Linked DNA regions of Capsicum annuum: region 2 is linked to region 1. Evidence: chromatin contacts called from public Hi-C data. All regions are on one chromosome and are shown on one strand. Each heading gives the region's core, a stretch centred on a gene start, on an enhancer-like site or on the middle of the called end of the contact. The rest is flanking DNA. Distances are from core to core; before and after follow the strand shown.

Region 1 (6,380 bases), core at 2,338-4,837:
ACAAATCCGTATTATGTTGATTTTTTTTCCGACATCAATGGGTTCGATCTTTAACATTCTTCTCACTAACATACTGCGCGTACTCCTGAATTAAGAATTCAACCCTATCCATCAGACTTGTTGGAGCTACTTTTATTATCACACATATTTTTGTCCATCTAAAACATTAACATATACAGTAAGGCTAGCTAGTAGATTTTCCTCTTGTCCTTTAAATGTGGTTTGAATCTTGTAAATTTCAATTGAGATAGTGCCGGCTGAAAGATAATTTGGATAACTTAAATGTCTTATCATCATAAATATTGGATACTGTGGCCGATAGTTTACCAAGCTAAGTCCCATAATCATGCGAATCTTCTTCAAATCTTAAGACTCGGTATTCAATATTTAGTTTCATTCGATCTTCATATGCTACTTCTGTTTTACATTCAATTGATTTTGGTTGACTATATTTCATGTTCTATATTCGAATATAATTAACCTTGAGAAGGTTAATATATATAGTGCTGGACACTGTGGTATAGGCTGTCTGATGATTAATCGATGTGTGCACAAATTAAACACGTTTATCAATTAAGAGAAAGTTCAATTTGTATGCTTTGAAGAATTCCTGTTGGATTAAGGAATAATAATCTATCTTTAGAGACTTTAAACAACAAATAACTGACGTTTATATTAAGGCCCGGCAAGTGCACTTGTTAATTAACATACAATACCTCTCTTTTGCAAGTTTGTGTTTATGTAATGGAATATAATGCCATTGTAAATTAAGTGCAATTAACTGAAAAATTTACTGTATTAAATCAAATTCCCCTTTGTGCAGTGTAATAATATAGATAGATAGATAGCTATACATTGCCAGTGATGTGATGGTATCTTGATAATTGGACAGAATAATCATAATCTATACCAGTATATTTCTTTCGCTGCCATGATGGGAGCTTTGTGGGGGGATAAAAACAAAGGATTTTGGATATAGAAATTAAAGAATGTTTTGATGGCGCGCTATTTAATTTGTTTAGGTATGTCTGTCGGGATTAATGATTTGTCATGAACTAGAAACATGAGTACCTTTTAATCTAGTTTATCTAGATAGAAGTGGTGAGTTTGGTGCAGAAGTACATATATACCCAAAGAAAATGGCCCGATGTTTTCTTAAAGTAGTTGATGGTTTGCTGGCTAAGAGCAAAACATGGTGGCTCCTTGGTTCCTCGATCGAGACACATACATTCTACCTAAAGGGATAAAAGGTCGAACTCATTGTACATTTTATTTGGAAGATAGTCTTTGACACAGAGTGAATTAACCACAGACAGTGATTGAGGGAATATGGAAGATAAGATGGGAAATATATATTATAAATATTAAGGTGCTGGCTGTGGTTTACTAAAGGTGCTTCATCTCTCCGAATTGCTCTTTATTAAAAGATAACCACCCAATTTTTTAGTTCAGATTCGAAGGTGACATAATATTTATTATTATTTGATCATACAACCATGAGTACGATGGCTGGCTAAATCATGATGTGTCGTCGTATTTTAATGAGAAAAGTTAAAAAACTTACACTCATTTGCCCTTCCACGTCTTTTTTGATTTGTCCATCTAATTTAACACAACATCCTACAGATGCTAATACAATTAGTTTCTTATAGATGGAAAGTTCGAAAATTTTCTATCTGGCATTGCAAAAGATACGAGGGATTAAAGAACATCATGCATGAATTATCAAGTGACAAAACCAAGTTGTACACAATAATAAAATAAACTGGCAGGTTACGTCGGTTTTCTTTCTAGTTACAACTTCCAAGTTACAAATAGTCGAGTTAATTAGCTATTGACACTTTTATATTTCTTCATGTCATACCTGTGATGGCAGTCTCTGTTGTAAAGACTTGCTGAAGATACAGAAATAATGGATCACCCATACTGATCAATCCGAAAGTGTTTTTCAAGATGCAAATAAGTGCAAATTGGCCCCAAGTTGGGAGACAGGAATTTGATTGAGTTTTTGCTTGGGCTAGGAGCAACAATTTGGGTGGCTATTTCAATTGACGGGGGATGGAACTTTCTATATTTTTTTTCTTTTTAAACAACTCTAGCTATTCTGAACAAATTCCAAATTAACTCATCTTAAATTAAAACTTTGTGCTATAGCTCATACTCAAACAAGAATTTATCAAAAAGTAGTGGAACTTCATGCCAAAAAGGGAAAATAACATACAACAAATTATTCAAAGTATATATATAGAGCTAGTGAATTCTGGTGTCATATCAATTGTCATAGGTGCCAAACTCCCACAAACAGTAAAAGAAAGAAACATAGGAGCTTGAGTGTCAACTGCCAAGTCAACATTAACTGCTGATCATATGATTAGAGAAATTATGTTGGTACTATATATAAATGGGACAATTATAATGTCGTATGCATATACTCGATGAGTTTTTCTAGAAGGATTTGAAAAAGATGACTTTTCTTTATAAAAAGTGAATTGATGAAATCATCATCTTGGGCAAATCATTCTTCATTACAAATCTAGAATTAAAATATATCAGACGACAAAAGAGAGTACAATTAGAACCAAATCTAAATAATTCAAAAGTTTTGCGAGGAAAAAAAAAAAATTCTCAGAAAAATTCATTCTAAATAATGTTGAACTTTTGACTGTGAATACCTATAATGTTGAACTGCACAATAATGTTCCTACTTTATCAGCAAAAAATATTGGCATTTATTAAGATGTAGCACGCGGAGTAGTTACAATGCTTCTTTACTTGTTTATTAGTTTGTGCTATTGTAATGGCCTAATGGGGTATCTTATTCCCACAAAAGAAAGTAAAAGTTACAAGAAAAATTGTGACCGTCCACCGGGAAAAAAGATCAATGTAAACAAGAATACAATAATATGGAAATTAAAGAATGGTTTTTTGCTTATTGGCTTAGGTAATGACTGTCCCATAATTATTTGTAGTATGACACCTTCTAATCTTAGTGTTTTTATGTAGGTAGGAGTGGTGAGTTTGGTGAAGTGCCGAAATTAGCTAGTTGCCAAAGTTTGCTTCCTGGCAACAAGCAGATCATGCATTCATGCTACATGGATCATCAATGCTAAGCATGTTTTTTGTACAAGTGTAATGGTGGCTTATTGGTTCCTATTGAAGTCCCACATCGGTGTGTTAGAGGGCCCTTAATTTTCTTGTATGGTTCTGAGTATTTTTTTTCTCGTTAGCTAATTTTTGGATTTGAGTTAGTCTTTACGTCCATTTCTTTATCATGGTATCAAAGTCAGGAAAAAAAAAAAAAAAGAAATTTGAATTCATTGTTGAAAAAAGCCAAAATGATTTCCACAGGAACATTGACGGACACACTTTATTTTTTGTGCTACGACGTGCATGAATGGAATATAGCTAAACCATGTTTATATTTTGTGTTTTAAATGGGAGCAACAAAAAATTAATTCACTTGGGGACGAAGGAAATATAAAATTGGATATTCCAATTTCCAAGTCATTACTTTGTTAAAGTAGTGATTGGAGAATGCTGATTTCCGGAGAAATGTTTTTCCAAGATTCAAACAGGACCTGTATGGTCATCCAGTCTTCTTCATCAGCGAGTTTGGGCCCAATTTCTGATACATACGGAGCTATTATTGGGCTTGGCCTTTCGGACCAATGACATATTTTTATCCACAAATACACAACTTATGTTTCCAATATATGTTGGAATTTTTGTAATATGTTTAGGGAGTTGAAATTTTTTGTAATATTGGAAACATAAGTTGTGTATTTGTGTAATTTTTAGTATTTTTATTTTTCAAAGTAGGAAAAAGAATTTTTGACCCTCGAACCCTAATTACTAGAATAAGATAAAATTGCAACAGGAATAACTGATCGAGTGTCTATACTTATTAATGACAAAAATATCCCTATCACACACACATCCCTTATTAATTAATTAACATATCTTATAAGTTTGATTAAAGTTTGATTTTAAATTTTTTTTACTTCATATTTAGATCATAATTCTTTAGTGTAGATAAATATTATATAGTTGGCTCGAATTATCCAACAACGATTGGTTATTTAAGACCATAGAAACGTTATCATCCCTAATTTCAAACGTAATTCTAACTTCAAAAATTCAAATAAGACTTTCAATTTCTTTCACTCCAATTTGAGATGTACAATTAAAAGAATATTTGGAGTATAAAAAATATATTTGCTTTCCAACGTTCAATGTCATCTTTTAAATTCGACAATCAAGTTCATCTTGTTACAACTACTATGGCTATACTTAATTTCATATGACAACGTTCTACTACTGATAAATACTTTAACTATTATGTTAGCGAAGACATCATCACAAGAATCGAAAAAGGAGATGAGCCTTCTGGTATACCTTCGAAAATACATGATAGATCTTCTACTAGTATGGAGACATTGTGATAAAATTAGGGATAAAATTGTTAAGAACTTTTTTGATGTATAAAGGACTATTATTGTTGTCGTTAATTTTTTCATATGTAGTGATTTAATTTATGAAATTATTTTTATATTCATTTTTGTTTGATGTTTTTAAGTATTATTTAAATTATTTAAGTAATATATCATTATTTAATATTTTTTAATGTATTTATGTATATAAATATTGATTGAATATTTTAGAGTACTTACTTTTTAATTGAATAAAAATAGAATTTTCATTAAAAAAGATTATAGTAGATATTTAAAATATTTTTTTTCTATAAATTAATTTTAGTAGTAATAATCTATTGATATATGTCCTTTTTGGTCATTTGCCTAAAAAAATATTTCTTAAAATGGATTATCCAAACACAATCTGTTTATCAAAAATACTTTTCAAATGAATTTACCAAACTCAAATTATTATTGTTTTTCAAAAGCACTTTTCTTAAAAGGTTTTTTATAAAAGTATTTCTCAAATAAGCAATTTTGTAACAGTAATCCCAACGAACTCTAAGTTGAGTTTTTTTTTTTTTTTTTTAAAGAATGTGTTTTTTAAAATTGAAAATAGCTCTAGGTCCTAACAAGTTTGAAATTCACATTAAATAATAAACAGTGTAAGTGTTATAGTTCACATCCAAACAAGAAATTTTTCTTCAATTTTGCCTAAATTTCTACTGGCTCCGAAGTCACTATTTATACTGAACTCCGACAGAAGAGTAAAATATCAAAGGCACCATGAATGACGAATTCATGACTTCTACTAAGAAGATTCAAAAAATAAAAATATAATGCATGAAATTTAAATTTGAGATCTCAAGATGAATTTTTAAAATCTTTAAATAATTGAGTCAAATCTCTAATTTTATATTACATTAAAAAAAAAATTATCTTATACATACAACGTAATTTTTATCGAGTGAATTCGGACGAACCCCTTTAAAACACTCTAGATCCGCCCGCATACGAAGCTCAGATCAGTCAACATTGACTGCTGATGTGATATTAAAAAATTAAAATAGGTTCTATGAAAGGGATAATATATATGGGGCCAAGGTCATGTCTGATGCAACTATTTGATTTGTTTTTCCACTACTTATTTGACTAAGATGACTCTTCTTTATGCAAAAAAGCAAATTGATGAAATAATCATTTCACCAAAATCATTCTGCATGTGGACATTTTTGTTTGTTTATAAAAGTCACAACTAATTAGTCTATGTTTTAAAGTACTTTTAGGCATGTCACCTCGGCATATTGTGAATGGCTGATCAAGAGCACTATTTACACCTTTTATTATCCTTCACTAAAATAATTGATAATTTTGCAGAAGATTTTATTGGCTTTATAATGCGTTTGGGAAAGTAGGACTAAAAACATAGAAATTTATTTTCTCCTCCTTTTTCTTTTGCTGAAAACAGAAAATTAATACTCCCTCCGTTTAATAAAAAATAATCTATTTTAACTTGGTATAAAATTTAACAAAATAAAAAAGACTTTTGAATCTTGTGGCCTTAAATTAAAGTTGTGTCAAATGTACCAAAATATCATTTAATCTTGTGGTCCTAAACATGCTGTTAAGTATCCCACATCGGAAGAGGAAAGGGTCTTTGGTCTCCTTATAAGGCTTGGGCAATCCTCTTCCTCATAAGCTAGCTTTTGGGGTGTGAGTTAGGTCCAAGACCAATTTTCTAATGGTATCAAAGCCCGGTGTGATCATTTCTCATCTTCGTTGTTGCGTGAATGTTTCCTGATTCAGTTACCATCTTCATTTCGCTTTTCTTACCTCAATTCCGCTGATTGTGGATGTTTTAGCCTTTGATTTTGCTGGATCTAGCTAAGAATTGGTTAATTCTTCAATCGAATTTTGGATTTTCACAAATATTTCCTCTCTCTTCTTCTCCCAGCTCATACATAACAG
Region 2 (6,380 bases), core at 1,081-3,580, 41 kb after region 1:
TGCTTTTACTCGTAGAAGTTTCTTCACTTCCATTCTCTTCGCTTTGTGCCTTCTCTTCTTTCAAATCAGTTCCTGCGTCAACATTTCCCTCAGTTCCCTTCTCTTCACTTTCACTTTCCTTGTCAGTGTTCTCATTAAAATCCTTGTCTTCCTTTTCCGACTCCTGGTCCTTACTTTCTTCGCCACTTTGCTCACTGTTGTTGGTATTAGTGTCAGTGGCTTCCTCATTACTCTCACCTTTGCCATCTTCACTACGCTCTTTGCTTTCTGCTTCAGCATTGCCTTCTCCCCTCACTTCTTTCTCCTGGATTTTTTCCGTTCCTCTATCCTCATCCACCAATTCCGCTTTATGCTCCCTATCCTCCGCTGATTTTTCAAGATCATGGCCATGCTCCTCCACTTTGGCGTCATCATCAAAACGCTTAAGCTCGTCTTCCTCTGTCACCTTGGTCAGCTTCTCATCATCAACATCTACTTCCTTCTTTAGAGGTTGGAGGTCCTTCCTTCCAAACCTGATAACATCATTGTCAGTCTGTACCTTCTCTGAGACGCTTGCATTTTGTTCAAAAGATGCTTTCTTGCTACGTGAGTGCTGGACTTGGTAAAGCAGCCAGATACAAACACCAACAAGTACACATATCTGAAGAGCATGCTTCACCTTAAAACCTTTATTTCTCTGTTGGTTTCTACGCGGTGAGTTCTTGAACATGATGATTTACTTTGAATCCAACAACACCTTAAAAAAAAAGATCCAACCAAAAAAAAGAGGTGCAATTTAGGGGCTTGAGCCAGAGAAAATCCACGAAAACACTAATTTTAGCTTTACGCATACTGATACATCAAGAGAATAACACCAAGGTGGTATATCTAAAGAAAACAAAACAACGATGCTGGTTAACAGAGACCTCAAACAATTCAGAACCATCAGCACACAATACGAGACTATCAAATTCTAAGTTGCGCGGACTCTACACTTTCGATGCCACATCCGCGTCGGATTCTCCAAAATACACTACCTTTGAAGAATCCGACACGCACCAGTTGGCATTTTAGCAAATCAAATTAGATTAGTTAAACTAAGGATTGGTCACTTTCTGGATCTGAGTATTTACGTAATTACTTTCATCCAGATCTAAACAGTGGCCAGAGGAGCTAAGAAATTCAGCAGCATATGCTGCAATAAATTTGGCAGATAACTTCAGTGTACATATATCTGCATATTGTCTTTGAATCAACAAACAAGTTCTCAATCATTTATTCAACTCAACAAAAATTCAAACATGAGACACAAATAGGGAATCATTTCAGCACAATCATTGAACTGTCAACGTGTTACATAATTTAAAATCAAGTACTACTAATTTAACATATTGAAGAGTGGCAGGCATTTGAAACTGCAACAATCAAAGCAAATCAAGAAACACAAACACATTGTTTTCAAAAATATTTGCATTTGTTGAATATTATCCTAACCAACTAATCAAAAACAAACCCAAATTTGAAATCTTTACACAAAACTATAATAGAAAAAAGATGAAATGAAGAAAACGGCATACCTGATTCACTGTCTCAGAGTCTTGATGCAAGATCCCAAATTGAAATGAAGCAAAAGTAGGTAACTTTATAGGCAAATTTGATCAATGATTAGAATGGAAGGAAAGGTGCAATAAGATCCTTAAACTGCAAACTAAATAATAATAATAATATAATATGACAATAGTATGGTTGTATTACTGGAACCCCATACACAATATTGTTTGAAATGGTTTAAGAATTTTATGGGTGGCAAGTAGTTTTTGTAGAGGTTGATTCAACAACTATCAGGAAGAGGTGAAGACGTGACCTTTTTTAACCTTTTATGTTCAGATCAAGATCCAGTTTTTCTCACTTTATTTGAAAACCACACATATTCTCTTTCTTTTATACTGACCCCCCGCCCCACACCCACACCCCAATCTCTTCTACTTGATAAATATGGTATTTGTGAAAAAAGGGAACAATTTGAGATTTGTTGCGGTATTATAAATTAGTATAAATTAAAAATTATTTTACTGAAAGTAAAGATAATTTTTAGCTTAAATTATTTTTAATTATAATAAAACTATATTCATTGAGACGAATTTAAAAGGAAATACTTCCTCCGTTTTAAAAAACAACTAATTTTTTTTGTGGATTTTGAAAAAATATATATATATATATATATATAAAATTTTAATTTTTAGATAACATGTTTAATTATAAAATTTTATTTTATTTTTTAAAAAAGTTATATTAAATTAAAATAAATCAATTTTTTTAAAGGGAGAGAGAACGTACTTATCACATAAGATGGAGGGAGTAGTAATTTTAAAACAACTGTTGCGTTTACACTGGCACCTCTCATCCTCATTTCCTTATCACAAAAATGACACTGTTGTGAGCAGTTACGTCGTCGTTTTATAAACCAAATGTTACTGTAAAGTGGAGAAGCTGCCACGTGTCACTAATAACTCCGTCGGTGAACCGGTGACTCGGTGTTTATTTATTTTATTATTCTAAATACACAAACCGCTGGTTCAGAAATCGGCGAATTTGGAAAGATGTTCTCGAAGATTCTAACAACAGCGTTGCGCCGCACTACACCTAAACCCTGCCATGTCCATCGCCGTCTTCGCCGTTTCTCCACGGCGGCAGCGGTAGTCGGAGAACAATATGAGGAGGACTCTACCGGAATCACGATGAAAGGTGTAAAAATCTCCGGTAGACCTTTATACCTAGATATGCAGGCGACTTCTCCGATCGATCCTAGGGTTCTCGACGCTATGCTTCCTTACCATATCTCCCAATTCGGGAATCCACATTCTAGAACTCACTTTTACGGGTGGGAATCCGATCAGGCTGTGGAGGCGGCCCGAGCTCAAGTTGCCGCCCTGGTTCAAGCTTCTCCGAAAGAGATAATTTTCACCTCAGGTGCTACAGAATCGAATAATATCTCGGTTAAGGGAGTTTTGCATTTTTATAGAGATAAGAAGCGACATGTTATTACTACTCAAACGGAGCATAAATGTGTTTTGGATTCTTGTCGTCATTTACAGCAAGAGGGATTTGATGTAACTTACCTTCCCGTTGAGTCTGATGGACTTGTTGACCTAGAAAAGCTTCGGGCTGCGATACGGCCTGATACGGGGTTAGTGTCAATTATGATGGTGAATAATGAAATTGGTGTGATTCAGCCTATGGAGGAAATTGGAAAAATTTGTAAGGAGTTTAATGTTCCTTTCCATACTGATGCTGCACAAGCGTTGGGGAAGATTCCTATTGATGTGGAGAAGATGAACATAAGTTTGATGTCCTTAAGCGGGCATAAAATTTATGGGCCGAAAGGTGTTGGAGCTTTGTATATTAGGCGTAGGCCGAGGATTAGGGTTGAACCTCAGATGAATGGGGGTGGACAAGAGAGAGGGATTAGGAGTGGGACAGTACCGACTCCGTTAGTGGTAGGGTTTGGGGCAGCTTGTGAACTTGCAATGAAGGAAATGGAATATGATGACAAGAGGATTAAAGCTTTGCAGGAGAGGTTACTGAATGGTATAAGGTCTAAGATCGATGGAATTGTTATAAATGGAAGTGTTGAAAGGCGATATGCTGGTAATTTGAACTTATCTTTTGCGTATGTGGAAGGAGAGAGCTTGTTGATGGGGCTGAAGGAGGTTGCAGTGTCAAGTGGAAGTGCGTGCACCAGTGCAAGTTTGGAGCCATCCTATGTGTTGAGGGCGTTGGGAGTTGAAGAAGATATGGCCCATACATCAATTCGATATGGAATTGGGAGGTTTACTACTGAGCAAGAGATTGATCGTGCGGTTGATCTTACAGTTAACCAGGTTGAGAAATTGAGGGAAATGAGCCCACTCTATGAAATGGTTAAAGAGGGCATTGATATAAAGAGTATACAGTGGTCACAGCATTAGATTGATTGCCAAATGATTGGCATTGAGATGATAACTGCCACTACATGAGCATGTGGAATGAAGTTGATCGTCCAGGTTCTTGTTCAGAATATTTTATGCATGTTCTTGAGCTTAGAGGCTATTTTAATGAGTTAAGTTTCTGTAATAAGACATACTGTCGTCGACTGTAATTTGACACTATAGTTGTGTATGATATAGATGTTGAGTTGCTTTAGTGACACGAAGGATGTAGCATCTATTTTGGTAAAAATGATGGGTGTTTCTCCCTTGCATTTTGGTTTCTCATATTTCGCTTATGACCGTTAAGAAGCCTATAAGATTTAATTTAGACCCAATTGTGTTTGCATGATTATAGCAGGAAAGCTTATGGTGTTCTGATTATCTTAGGATATAATTTAGGGTGATTCTACTGCATCCAATAATTTGCACTCACTTCCTACACGTCAGGGATTGGATGCCCGTGGCATAGCTGGCACTTTTATCATCTGGTATTTTGGTTTAATAAATTCTAGGGAACTCAGAATGAAATTTACTTTGTATCTTTGATTATGTGTGGGCGCCTTGCCCTGTGTCCTTCATTGCTGTTTGATTGATGCCATATTGCCATCATTGTTTAAGGTCCTCCGCTTCTAGTTGATTTTGTAATCAACTGAATTCTGTGAATTAATGTTTCTGGTTATATGACAAATTGAACTCGACGTTTCACATTTGATTTTGCAAGATTTGATTCTACTGTAATGAACACCTTGATTAGGGTGATAACATTTGCCTTGATCTATTGAATTTTTGTGTGTGCCTCCTACTGTGAAGCTCTTCTGATTGATATGTCTTACCAGGGGTTTTCTGGTATATATGATGTCATAGGCTACTAGGTGTTTGTTAGTTTCTTTTTGAAAGTCAGTTCTGGGGAGACCTACTGCTAGCAGATCATGGAGGGACTTAGATCCATGGAATCCTAGTCTATTTTACTACCTTCTTCCTCTTCCCGTGAATATACCATAGTCGGCATAGGAAAAAAGAACAGAAAAATGAAAAGCAAACAGTTCTTGGACTACATAATAGTATAAATTATCAGTAGATAATATCAGTTCTTGAGAAATTTAATCAGAAGAATGAAACAAAAACTTCATGTTGTAACATCTAATCTTCTTCACCTATGGGTTTCTTGGACTCTTCAAAGGTACTGCTGGGTGTTTGTTGAATCCTTAAAAACCTATGCACTTTTGAGGATCCTTCATGGGTACAAAATATTTGGGTGGGTCCAAGACACATAGCTCTTCACAACATGGCCAATAACACTGAAATTGAAGCCATTTTATGTAGACAGATGAGCCACTAAAGTCATTGTACCATAGAAAGTCTACCATTGGTAATTAAATTGTTGTTGAACGTAACTTTAGTGTATATTAATTAAATTCAGTAGTAAAAGAGAAGATTTCAATTGGGACATCTGAAGCTGATTGTACAAACCAATGCAGCCAGCATCAAGTCTCTTTAGGCTGGCCTCACATGAAGTTCTAGCATACCAGGGATCTCTAAATTTTTTCTATTTTTCCATTAGCACAACTAATAAGAAACTTGTTCCCAAGTCATTTCTTTATAAATCAGAGTATAGATTGACAATTGTTAATGTTGATCACAATCATCTTTACAACTAGATTGTGTACTTCATAAATAGTGTGATTATAAGTTTGAATTTAGTTCTTAGCACAAGCTAAAATTGATCACTTGTTAGTATTAGGAAGCACACAAGGACTCAATCTGAAAATTGCTCCTATTTTTATAATTACCGCATGTGTAGCATGTCTTCCAAAGGGAAAGACGCTATTTCCTTATTTGTCAAAAATGGGTAAGACACATGGCCGAATGTAATTGGACGGAGCTCTCTCGATTTAAGCTAACTCTCGATTTAAGCTAACTAACAGAAGAAAAGAAAAATAGAATAACTTACAAGAGACTCAACTTATCTGTACATAACGTAGTGGGAATATTGATAGTTTTTATTACTTGCATGTACTGCTTTGACATTAGGGATCTGCACTATTAGTACTCCATTAGCTAACGAAAGAGACAAGATAAAAAATCATTTTAATTGTCCAAACTGATTCTTCTGCCATTCACTCTAATTCTATTAAGGTATTGATGTGTATTATTTACATCTATTTTATTTTAATACATAATAACAAGTGTAGTCTGTTTCAGTTTCTGCAGTAGACTAATTAATGCAAAGTCTTGTGTTGGGTAGGCCTTTTTAGTTTTATCCTAAATGTCATCTGTTTGAACATGATTACCTTTACCTTCTTTATTCCAGGTGATGTAAAATTCATTTTGGTGCAACCAACCTTGTTTTGGTTAAATACATTCAGCTCTTTAGTTTTTTTCGTATTTTGGAAAATTTCACGAATTAAAGAATTATGAGGGATTAAGATATCT

Evidence for each region. Hi-C and Micro-C count contacts between places; a contact is called where the count stands out from the background.
Region 2: a contact with region 1 is called in a Hi-C map of leaf, with 2.4 times the contacts expected there. The contact joins the promoter of LOC107860148 here to the enhancer-like site in region 1. A contact is called at or near these places in 3 of 5 Hi-C or Micro-C datasets (leaf and placenta).

The regions. Positions count from the first base shown.
Region 1 is chr2:143,380,039-143,386,418 of UCD10Xv1.1, forward strand. No RefSeq gene overlaps it. Among protein-coding and RNA genes, the nearest start is that of LOC107860144, 14 kb to the right of the region's middle. Within about 2 kb of position 3,588, at least 1 of the 5 cell types and tissues checked has an H3K27ac peak or open chromatin away from gene starts, as enhancers often do.
Region 2 is chr2:143,422,146-143,428,525 of UCD10Xv1.1, forward strand. It overlaps LOC107860148 (cysteine desulfurase, mitochondrial), which reads left to right and starts at 2,331. Exons shown (of 1, transcript XM_016705408.2): 1 at 2,331-4,219. The coding sequence starts at 2,580. The coding sequence ends at 3,947. It overlaps LOC107860147, which reads right to left and starts at 1,994. Exons shown (of 2, transcript XM_016705406.2): 1 at 1,557-1,994; 2 at 1-736. The coding sequence starts at 709.